2 separate regions of the Gossypium hirsutum genome follow, and region 2 is linked to region 1. A link is a contact called in public Hi-C data. All regions are on one chromosome and are shown on one strand. Each heading gives the region's core, a stretch centred on a gene start, on an enhancer-like site or on the middle of the called end of the contact. The rest is flanking DNA. Distances are from core to core; before and after follow the strand shown. Region 1 holds the start of LOC121202983 (F-box/kelch-repeat protein At1g26930). Region 2 holds the start of LOC107919140 (transcription factor TCP14).

Evidence for each region. A called contact is a pair of places that touch in the nucleus more often than the background predicts.
Region 2: a contact with region 1 is called in a Hi-C map of leaf, with 2.1 times the contacts expected there. The contact joins the promoter of LOC107919140 here to the promoter of LOC121202983 in region 1. A contact is called at or near these places in 9 of 34 Hi-C or Micro-C datasets (hypocotyl and leaf).

Annotation. Positions count from the first base shown.
Region 1 is chrD13:12,812,232-12,816,948 of Gossypium_hirsutum_v2.1, forward strand. It overlaps LOC121202983 (F-box/kelch-repeat protein At1g26930), which reads left to right and starts at 1,650. Exons shown (of 2, transcript XM_041108755.1): 1 at 1,650-2,327; 2 at 2,872-4,717. The coding sequence starts at 3,009. The coding sequence ends at 4,553.
Region 2 is chrD13:13,025,299-13,030,436 of Gossypium_hirsutum_v2.1, forward strand. LOC107919140 (transcription factor TCP14) reads right to left here and starts at 2,447. Exons shown (of 1, transcript XM_016848664.2): 1 at 938-2,447. The coding sequence starts at 2,107. The coding sequence ends at 1,010.

The DNA.
Region 1 (4,717 bases), core at 400-2,899:
AGCTAAAATGCTACGTGGTAATGCATCTTTAGTAGTTTACCGGTATTGCCAGTTTAACGATCTTTGTTGTGTGCATTTTTCATCCATTAGACTTTTATGACAATTACGACAAACAACTATCAAAACAATAGGAACGAATGATTCTAAAAGTTATTTCCATTTTGGTTTTTTTTTTTTTATCTTGGTGCGTTTTTCTATTTGTACTTAATTGTCATTGTTTAGTGACTTGTGTTGTCATTCTAATTTGGCACCTCACTAATTTTTATGTTACAATATTGATCTAAATTAATGTAATTTTCATTTAATTTTAAAATTAAAAAAATAAAATTAATGACTTGATGCATCCCAAAGGTGAACAATTTAATCATTAATGTATTTAAAAATATTAAAATTTTGAATTTTCATTTTCATATAACCTTATAAAGGTAATTTAACCCCCCTCAAAAAAAAAAAAACATAAACACAAAATTGGTGGATCAACTTATACCAAACGTAAGTGCCAGTTTTGGCATTGCCAGCTAGGAGTGTTGCCATTTTGCTTATTGATTTAATTCAGGTGTTTAAAAAGGGTGTTTAAAACGTGATGCTTTATTAAGGAATAAAAAAAAACACTCCTACATTTGTTGCATGATTTTTATTATAAAAGTAAATTATCTTTTAAAATATTTGTTTACTCAATGTAGTTAAAAAATAATAAATAATTCTTTCAAATTTGAAATTTCAAAATTTTCAAATGTGAAATAAAAAAAACTTGATTATTATTATTTTCCAAATAAATGGCTTTAAATTCGACAATTTTCTTTTAAAGGAAATAACCCACAGCTTACTCTTAACAATAATAATATATATTTGTTTCCGTAATTAGCAATAAAATTTGCCCATTGTTAATGTGCTTTTTTCCCACCTAATTAGCTAATTTAGCAGAATAACTTTTGCAAATTGAGAAATCACTCAAATTTGTTAGGTCTGTTTATGGTTATTTTTGGCCTCATCTTTAATTTGGCTTGAAAAATACCTTTTTTATTTTATTTAAAAATATTGTTCAAATTATGGTTTTACTCCTTATGATTTAATTTGGAATAATTAGATCCTCTAATTTTATAATATCATTGCTTTGTCCAAGTAACCTGTTAACTATTTTAGTTTAAAATACTAATATTAATTTTTCTCAAAAGAAATCATTTTAGCACAAAACTAATTACTAATATTATATAAAATTAAAATATTAAGATTAAATCGGATGAAATCATAATTTAACTTAAAATATATTATTTAAATCTTTCGAAAGATTGAACCATTTGTGGAATCGTGAATCTGGAATTTGATTTTTTTTTTTTAAGATAATGTAGTTGTAGGAAAAAAATGGGATTAAAAGCAAACCAAATATGTGGACGTGCTTAAAGTATCATATTAAGGGATAATTATGATTTTGATTAAGATTAAGATTACGGAAGTGATGATGGATAATTGTAGTGTGTAATTTGACTAGTCAATTCGATAATTACTTAATTAGTGTGGAGCTTAATTTGTCTTCAAAAACGGCAGAAGCAGGGGATAAAAACTCCACTAACGGAAGCTGGCAGGCAGAGATTTGACCATCCCCCCCCCCCATTCATATATTTACTACTTGCACTGTTAAAAGGCGTAGGGGTACCTAAAATCTATTTTCTCCCATTAAATTAATATATTTTTTTAGAAAAGATAGTGAGAGAGAGGGACAGTTTTTATTCCATCACCTCCTCCGCCTCATCATCATCAATCACATAGTCAACACGTGTCAAACCGGCGCTAACGGGTTACCGGTTTTCACTCCCCCTCCCCCTTTTTATAGGTCCCACCACCGCCACCATCGCCGCCGCCCCCCGCCTGCCCTGCCTTTCCCTCACCACCACCCTCCCGTTCTCTTTTTATTTTTTTCCCTTTATTTATAATTCGACTGCCGAAAACAAACAAAACGTAAAAACGTATTTTATTTTATTTTATTTCATTAAGCAAAAAAAAAATTTTTTTGGAGAGAGAGAAAGAGAGAGAGCAAGTTTAAAGAGAGATAAAGGGGGCCTCTTATAGATTTTGCTCGCAAAGCCAAAACCAAAGCTCCCTCGCTCTGATTTGCAGAGAAAATCCAAAGGACAAATTAACCAGCCTATAGAGAAACAGAGAGGAAAAAAAAAATTTAAACGAAGAAACACGAGAACGCGAAGAACAACAGCAAATCAAAGGAACAACAACTGAAAAAAAAAAAAAGAAAAGAAAGAGAAAAGAGACGGTGTATTAATTTTTTGACGGAAAGAGATTCATTTCATTTTTTTCTTCTTCTTATCCAATCAGTAAGTTCTTCGCAACATTAGTATTATGATTCTTTTTTCATTTCCTTTATATGTCACTTCTTCGCTTTTGTTATTATTCTCTTTTTTTTTTTTAAATTTAATGTTTCTATTTCGTTTATCTCTTTGTGTTTATCTACTAATTAATGAGATGGTATTAATGAAATTATGAGATGATATTAATGAAATTATAAACAGATCTGATTAGCTTTCCTTTCTTCTATTAGTTTGAATCTGATTGTTATTTTATTTTATTTGTTTTTGTTCTTGTTTGCCTTCAATGAAATTCTGAGATCTGGGACTTATTTTTCTTCAGCTTTGTTTGATCGTGAATTCTTTTGTTCTTGTTTTAACCAAATTTGCTTATGTTTAATTATTGTTTTTGACTTCTTTATTTTTTTTTGCCGCTGAATATTTTTTTTTCATTTTATAAGCCTGAATTTGGATCTTTGTTTTATTGGATTCGAATTCCTGTTTGGTTTGGTTTATCGTTTTGAAAATTTATCTGAAACTGCTCCCTTTGTTTGCCCCTTGTTTTCCTGAATAGGTAGAATTTGTTAATCTTGGCTGCGTTATGTTTTGGGGGGAGAAATAAAATTTGTGGTTGTTACAGTGATTTGAAAATTCCCATTGTTATTTTTGGGGATTTTCCCGTCTGAAGTCGGGAGGGGGTCCTAAAGAGTCATGTTGGAGAACCGGTGCTGCAAGTCCTGTTTGGTGTTTGCAAGCTCTTGTCAGGAAGAAAGGAAGTGGGCTTACATGTACAATGGGAAGCGCCCACGGGAATTCTCCGAATCCGATGGTTGTCAGGAAACCAAGTTGTCGAAGCTATCTTCTGATGATTCCTCGAGTGACGATAATAATTCTAATGCTTCTTCTCCACAAGACTCAGGTGACTTTCTCTTGCCAGGTTCTCATGACCAATCCGGTGATGATAGTAAGCGATCTGATTCTTCCTCGGATACAGACTCTTCTCTTATCCACCACTGCTCCATTGGTCTAGACAAACCGGATTTGGTTAACCAATCAGACAGTGACAGCCTGTCGGATTCTGTGGAGGAGTCACCAGAGGAACAGTCTGAGGATGATGGTGAAAATGATGATAGCAGCTTTTCTGATTCTCCCAGGGATGGTCATCGGAGTCATGCTGGGGATTCTTCGTCAGACTTGGATGCATTAATCCAACCAATTGGGAGAGATAATTCCATCAGTTGTCTGATTAGGTGCTCGAGGTCTGATTATGGTTCCATTGCCTCATTGAATCGGAGTTTTCGCTCCTTAATCAGGAGCGGGGAGATCTATAAGTTGAGGAGGCAGAACGGTGTTGTTGAGCATTGGGTTTACTTTTCTTGTCACCTCCTTCAATGGGAGGCATTTGATCCAATTAGGCATAGGTGGATGCATTTGCCAAGGATGCCTCCCAATGAATGTTTCATTTTCTCGGATAAGGAGTCCTTGGCTGTTGGAACTGAATTGCTTGTATTTGGGAAGGAGGTAACTTCCCAGGTTATATATAGGTATAGTATTCTGACGAACTCATGGACTACTGGGACCAGTATGAATGCTCCGAGGTGCTTGTTTGGATCGGCTAGTCTTGGAGAAATTGCAATTTTAGCTGGTGGTTGTGACTCTCAGGGTAATATCCTGAGCTCTGCAGAAATGTACAATTCTGAGACTCAGAAATGGGAGACTCTCCCTAGCATGAATAAGCCAAGGAAGATGTGTAGTGGTGTATTTATGGATAAGAAATTTTACGTGATTGGAGGAATTGGTGGAGCTGGGAAGGATGCACGGGTTCTCACTTGTGGTGAGGAGTATGATTTAGAGACAAAAAAGTGGACTGAAATTCCCAATATGTCTCCTGGAAGAAGTGGAGCGGCCGCAGAGATGCCTGCGGCAGCTGTGGCACCCCCTCTGGTTGCAGTTGTTAATAATGAACTGTATGCTGCTGATCATGCTGGCATGGAGGTAAAGAAGTATGATAAGGAGGGGAACTCATGGTTGACTATTGGAAGATTGCCAGAAAGAGCAGTTTCGATGAATGGTTGGGGGCTTGCGTTCAGAGCATGTGGAGATCGCCTTATAGTGATTGGTGGACCTAGGGCTTTAGGTGAAGGTTTTATTGAGATCAATTCATGGGTTCCGAGCGAAAGGCCTCCCCAATGGAACTTGCTTGCCAGAAAGCAGTTGGGTAACTTTGTGTATAATTGTGCTGTGATGGGATGCTAGAGAGATAGAATTTGGTGGCATCTCGTGCGGTTGAATGGTGCTGCGCTGCCACTGGGGTTTGCACCATCGGTTTTTCCTTAAACACACAACTCTGAGTTTTTACTAATGGTAATTTCCCCTTTCTTTTTTACATCTTTACCCTTTTGGATGGGGGATGATGGGGA
Region 2 (5,138 bases), core at 1,197-3,696, 210 kb after region 1:
CAAGACTAATGTGGACTAAAAATGTTGCAATTTTTTTTCAATTTGGTCCTTGAACTTCTTTTGTACACACTCCACAATAGTCCTAGAATTTGGTAACTTTTCCTAACTTGGCCCATGAACTTGGATTCCGTTAAGTACGATGATATAACACTCTGGGATTGTACCAAACCATCGCTTAATTTCAAAGTGGTACAATCTCAAAGTGGCACATCATCATACCTTAGCTAAATCCAAATGCCAGTACCAAATTAAAAAAAAAACTGCAAAATTTTAATACTAATATAGACTAAAAAAATTAAAAAGGAGCAAGATAGGAAAAAACTTCCAATCCAACAACTAAAAGTTACTTTATCTTAATTAATAAAAAATTTAATTTAAAAAATTGACAGATTAACTGTTTGGGAAGAAAAAGGCTGGCTAAAGCCAATAAAGAAATTTCCACCATCATCCATGGCTGTATGAAAGAAGAAGAGTGTGTCATTTTCTCTTTTAAGACTATTTCCTATGACTTCTCTACCTTATACTCTTTTTTCTTATGTTCATATATATTTCTTTTTAAAAACAAAAAAACCCTTTTGAAACGCCTTCGAAATTGACTCTAAAAATTCTGTCTATAAAAATGCAATGGCCAAGTCAAGCAAATATATAGAGAAGAAAATTCAAATGCAAATAAATGTTAGGCCTAATTGAGTAGAATATTTTGTACAACAAAAATTTTGATTTAGAAAACAATTTTAAGACCTACTAGGTGCTGCTGTTGGCTAATAAAATGCCAACTGAGTCGGATTGAATTTATATATATCATTAATTTATATTATTATTTAAGTTTATAATTGAATTGGTATCGACTGTTATGAGTCGATCAGAGATCAACTCGATTAGGGTAATTATAAAAATATTCTTCCATAATTAAAGTAAATTATATTATCTAAATGTATTTTAATCTTTTTTTATTTTAAGAAAAACCAATAAAAAGAATAAAGCATGAAAGCCATACACTTGTTGAACACTAGCTAGTTGAATCATGCCTATTTTCTCCACCGTGGTGTTGATGTGATCCTCCGGCCGGAGGCTCGGAAACACCAATACCCGGAACTGGTCTATAAGCGTTTAGTGACGCCAGCATACTTAAATGAGTGTCTGTAACTGAGCCGCCGCCGGCACCGATTCCGGAACCAAATTGTTGGGCAGGGAGGAGAGCCATTGGAGCGGCTAAATTCATAAAATGCACCCCACTAGACATAGTACCCCTATACATATTAGCGTTATTTGTTGAAGGAAATGTCCACATGGGATCCCCAGTGCCACTCCCACTGATGACTTGGTTGCCGATCCAAAATGTCGCCGGGATCGGATTATGACTTGTCGGAATCGAACCCGTATTAGATTGTATCAAGTAACTTCCCACCTGATTTTGTGGCGATTCTTGCTGCTCCGGCCTCCTCCTCTTCCCTATACTAGTATCCGCGGCCTCGGCGTCCCGAATCTCTTGCTTTGCTTGCAAGAAAGCGTTCAAAGTAGTGCTACTAGTACCAGGAAAGGTCAATGAATCTTCAGATGATAAAGCAACACCAGGAAATAAAACCCTTCGTTGCTGTTGTTGTTGTTGAGATGAATCGTCAAGGACATTCCTTTGATCCCATTCATTCCTCGTCCTCAATTGTTGTGTGGTAAAATTTGGATTGAAATAAGTGTTCCTTAAGTGTGAAGCCGACATGCTAGAACCTGAACTTCTTAGTGAAATATTAAGGGACGTGAAATTTGCAGGGATAGTACCTGTCCCCGTGGCAGCAAAAACCGCAGGCTCAGCTTGTTGGAGCAACCACTCAATGGTTTCACCATCTGATTTGTGACCAAGCTCCCTTGTTAGCTGGAAAACCCTAGCAGCACACGTAGCCGGCATGCGGATGCGACGGCCTCGGCCTTCCACTTTGGTGTGCCGGTCCTTGGTCGAAGTCCTCTTAGGTGGAGGTTTCTTGGAGGGAGGTTCCAAGGTTGGTTTGGAGCTGGTGTCGACGTCGGCAGGGTCGGAACGAGGTTGTTCCTTCTTTTCTAGGAGCTGAAGAGGAAAGTTCGGCCTGCGGATCCCATTTTCATCCATGATCATGTATGAGAGAGTGGGATTATATCTTTTTGGTGGTTTGGCTCTCCTAGTACATGATCTGAAGGTGACCCTCAATTCAGTGACTTTGATGGCCTAGTGGGTCTCTTTCATTTTTGCTATATGATGTTGTGTTGTGTAGCTTGGAATTCCCTTTAGATGGGGAAGATTGAAGCTGCTGAGTTGGTTTTCTTATCTCTGCACAGACCAAAGAGAGAGAGGGGATAAGGGGAAGAGGGCAAGCTTTAAGCAACAACTACAATGAGTGAGAATTATGAGGGTGGGCTATGAAAGAAAAGCAGTGACTTTTTTCGGATGGGAAATAATTCGTTTCATTGAGGACCTCTTTGTAATTTTCTCTTTTCTATATTCCATTATATAATTTGTATGATTTTCATTATGAAAATAAAATAAAATAAAATAACCCTAAGCTTTTATTTATTTATAGAGAGAGAGAGAGAGAGATCATATTATTGCGGTTGGACAATCCCTTGATTCAGACTCCACGTGTGGTGCTCTTTACCATTCAATTCATAAAAGACAGTGGTGGCCTAAGGCTGAGGCCCCATCCCCTTAACTCTAAAAACTCAATCTCTCTCTCTCCATACCAAAGAAAAAGCAATTTATTTAGATACATATGACATAATAAAGTGGTTCTCATTCCAGTCTCGTAATCATTGTCTTCTGGCTTTGATGTTAATGTTTAAATAAAAGTTTTGCAATCTAATTTACCGGTAAATAATTCCATTAATTTTATGGAGGATTTAAAGTGATATTAATGAAACATTGGCTGAATAACGAAGTCCAAGTCTTGAAATTTCATATCTCATATTCAAATTTTATTTTAGGCATATTTATGGTTAAGGCTTAAATGAAAATTAATTACAATTATAGATCAATTTAGATAAAATTTGAAGTTCATAATTTAAAACGAATCAAACTTGAATAATTAACCATGTTTGTACCTAACCCGATTAAATAAAAACCTCTAGTACATAGTTCTATTATGATCTTAAATGTTGGTTGGGTGGAAAACAGGTTAGATGGAGTTGAGACGAAAATTAGAGTAGAGATTTCTGTTTTGGTCTAAACTAGGATTTAATGTTTTATTCAACTCTTTGTAAGTATGGGATAAGCATTGAAGTTTAAAGGGATAAGTCGATCTGAAGTATTATAAATTCTTTGGTGACCCACAATCCAGCTCACAGAATGAAAAGTCCTTCTCCAGTCACACTGGCAAAGTTGGTGGGTGGGCTGACACTGCCACATCACTCTCTCGACAGTTGGAATCTTCTTTAAGCGATGACGTCATCCATGCCACGTGGAAGCGTCAAGGTGGCCGCACCGCCTCCTCTTCTTCTTCCTCCCTCCAAAATCTTAGGGCTGATGTCAACAACACTGTGACAATGGAGAAAAGAAAAGAGAGAAAAGTTGGGTCACATCATATCATGCATGACTTTTTAGCCACCGCTCTCTGCTTTTGGGATTTCCGTTATGCTTTACCGAAAATGAATGAATGGATTTGTGGGCTACAGCCTTAGCCTTAGGCTTTAGGCTACGCATTCTAGTTAAATAACCAAATTTTAATTATACTTCTTACTATTAATTTTGATTTTCTTTTATCTTTTCCTACTCCATTCATCAAAATCCAATGAAGACAAACACACAACCCAAAAAGCCATTTCTCCCATATATCAATATGTATTAAAACCTGTTTTAATTTCTTATATTCCTTTTTATTTCAAACTAAAAAAATTTAATCTTAAAAATATAAATTAAATTTAACCGGAAAGCCACCCCAATTATAAATAATTTATATATATGCATTAATAATAACTTAATGGGACCACCTAACCTCTAAATTTCAAACTAGGTGATTGTCACATGATTGACTATGGAATGATTTGGGGAAAAGGGCTTTAATATTTTCCAAACTTTACACTATATACGTCAAGGTACTACTATTATTTTTCTTATCCTTGAAGAACTATTTTGGGGGTAAGTTCCAAACAACATTGTCTTAGAGAAAACGACAAATTATAGAGCTCTAAATAAATATGGTTGGCCGCCAGTGACTTAGGGAATAATAACTCGTATATACAGAAGTAATAATTAGTTGGAAAGTTCTCAAGAAGGATGGAGGTAAAACGAATCATTTGAACTCTAGATGACTCCATTCAAAAAATTTTAACTACTAAACTCAAATCATCCAAAACTCGAGCAATTAAAACTTAATGAAACTCAAGTTCAAAACTAATTTAAATCTAAATTTTACACGTTCCTAATTTGATATTTAAATTTTTTTTACCTAATTTAATACTTGAAAATTCTTTTTTATCCAATTTGATACATAAGCTTGACAACTTTTTCCTAACGGTGTTAATTTTTTTTAATGAGAACAAAAACAACTAATATATGACCAACATGTGACCGGACATGAAATTTAATGGCAAGAATAATTACATTAAAGCTGAAATTATTGACTACTAATGTCAAGAACGATTCAAGAAAGACCACATGCTTAAAACATAGTCCGATCTTTACAAAACTCTCAATTCCACAAAAATATCATCAATATTAGAGAAAATGTGTTAAAATTTTTTTTTCATTAAGCTATGGTTAATGAATTAATATTGAATAAGAAAATAAGAGTTTTAAAAACCAAAACAAAAAAACCATTAATAAATAAATTAAAATAGAAGTGATTGAACATTTAAAATACAAAAAAATCATTCCATCTACAACATATCAATCATACATTAATTTTTGTTACCTAAAAATATAACATTGTTAGTATAATGAAATAATTTGCATAACTTTCGACAAGTTCAAATACCAAATCAAACCAAAGCAAACCAAAGCAAAAGATTAGGTACCAAATTAGGAAAAAGTGTCAAGTTCAGATACTAAAATTGGACTCGAGAAAAGTTCAAGTACCCAACTAAAAATAAGTATCAAATTTGGATACCAAATTAAGAAAAAAATATCAAATTCACGTACCAAATTGAAACAAAAAAGTCTATGTACCAAATTAGGA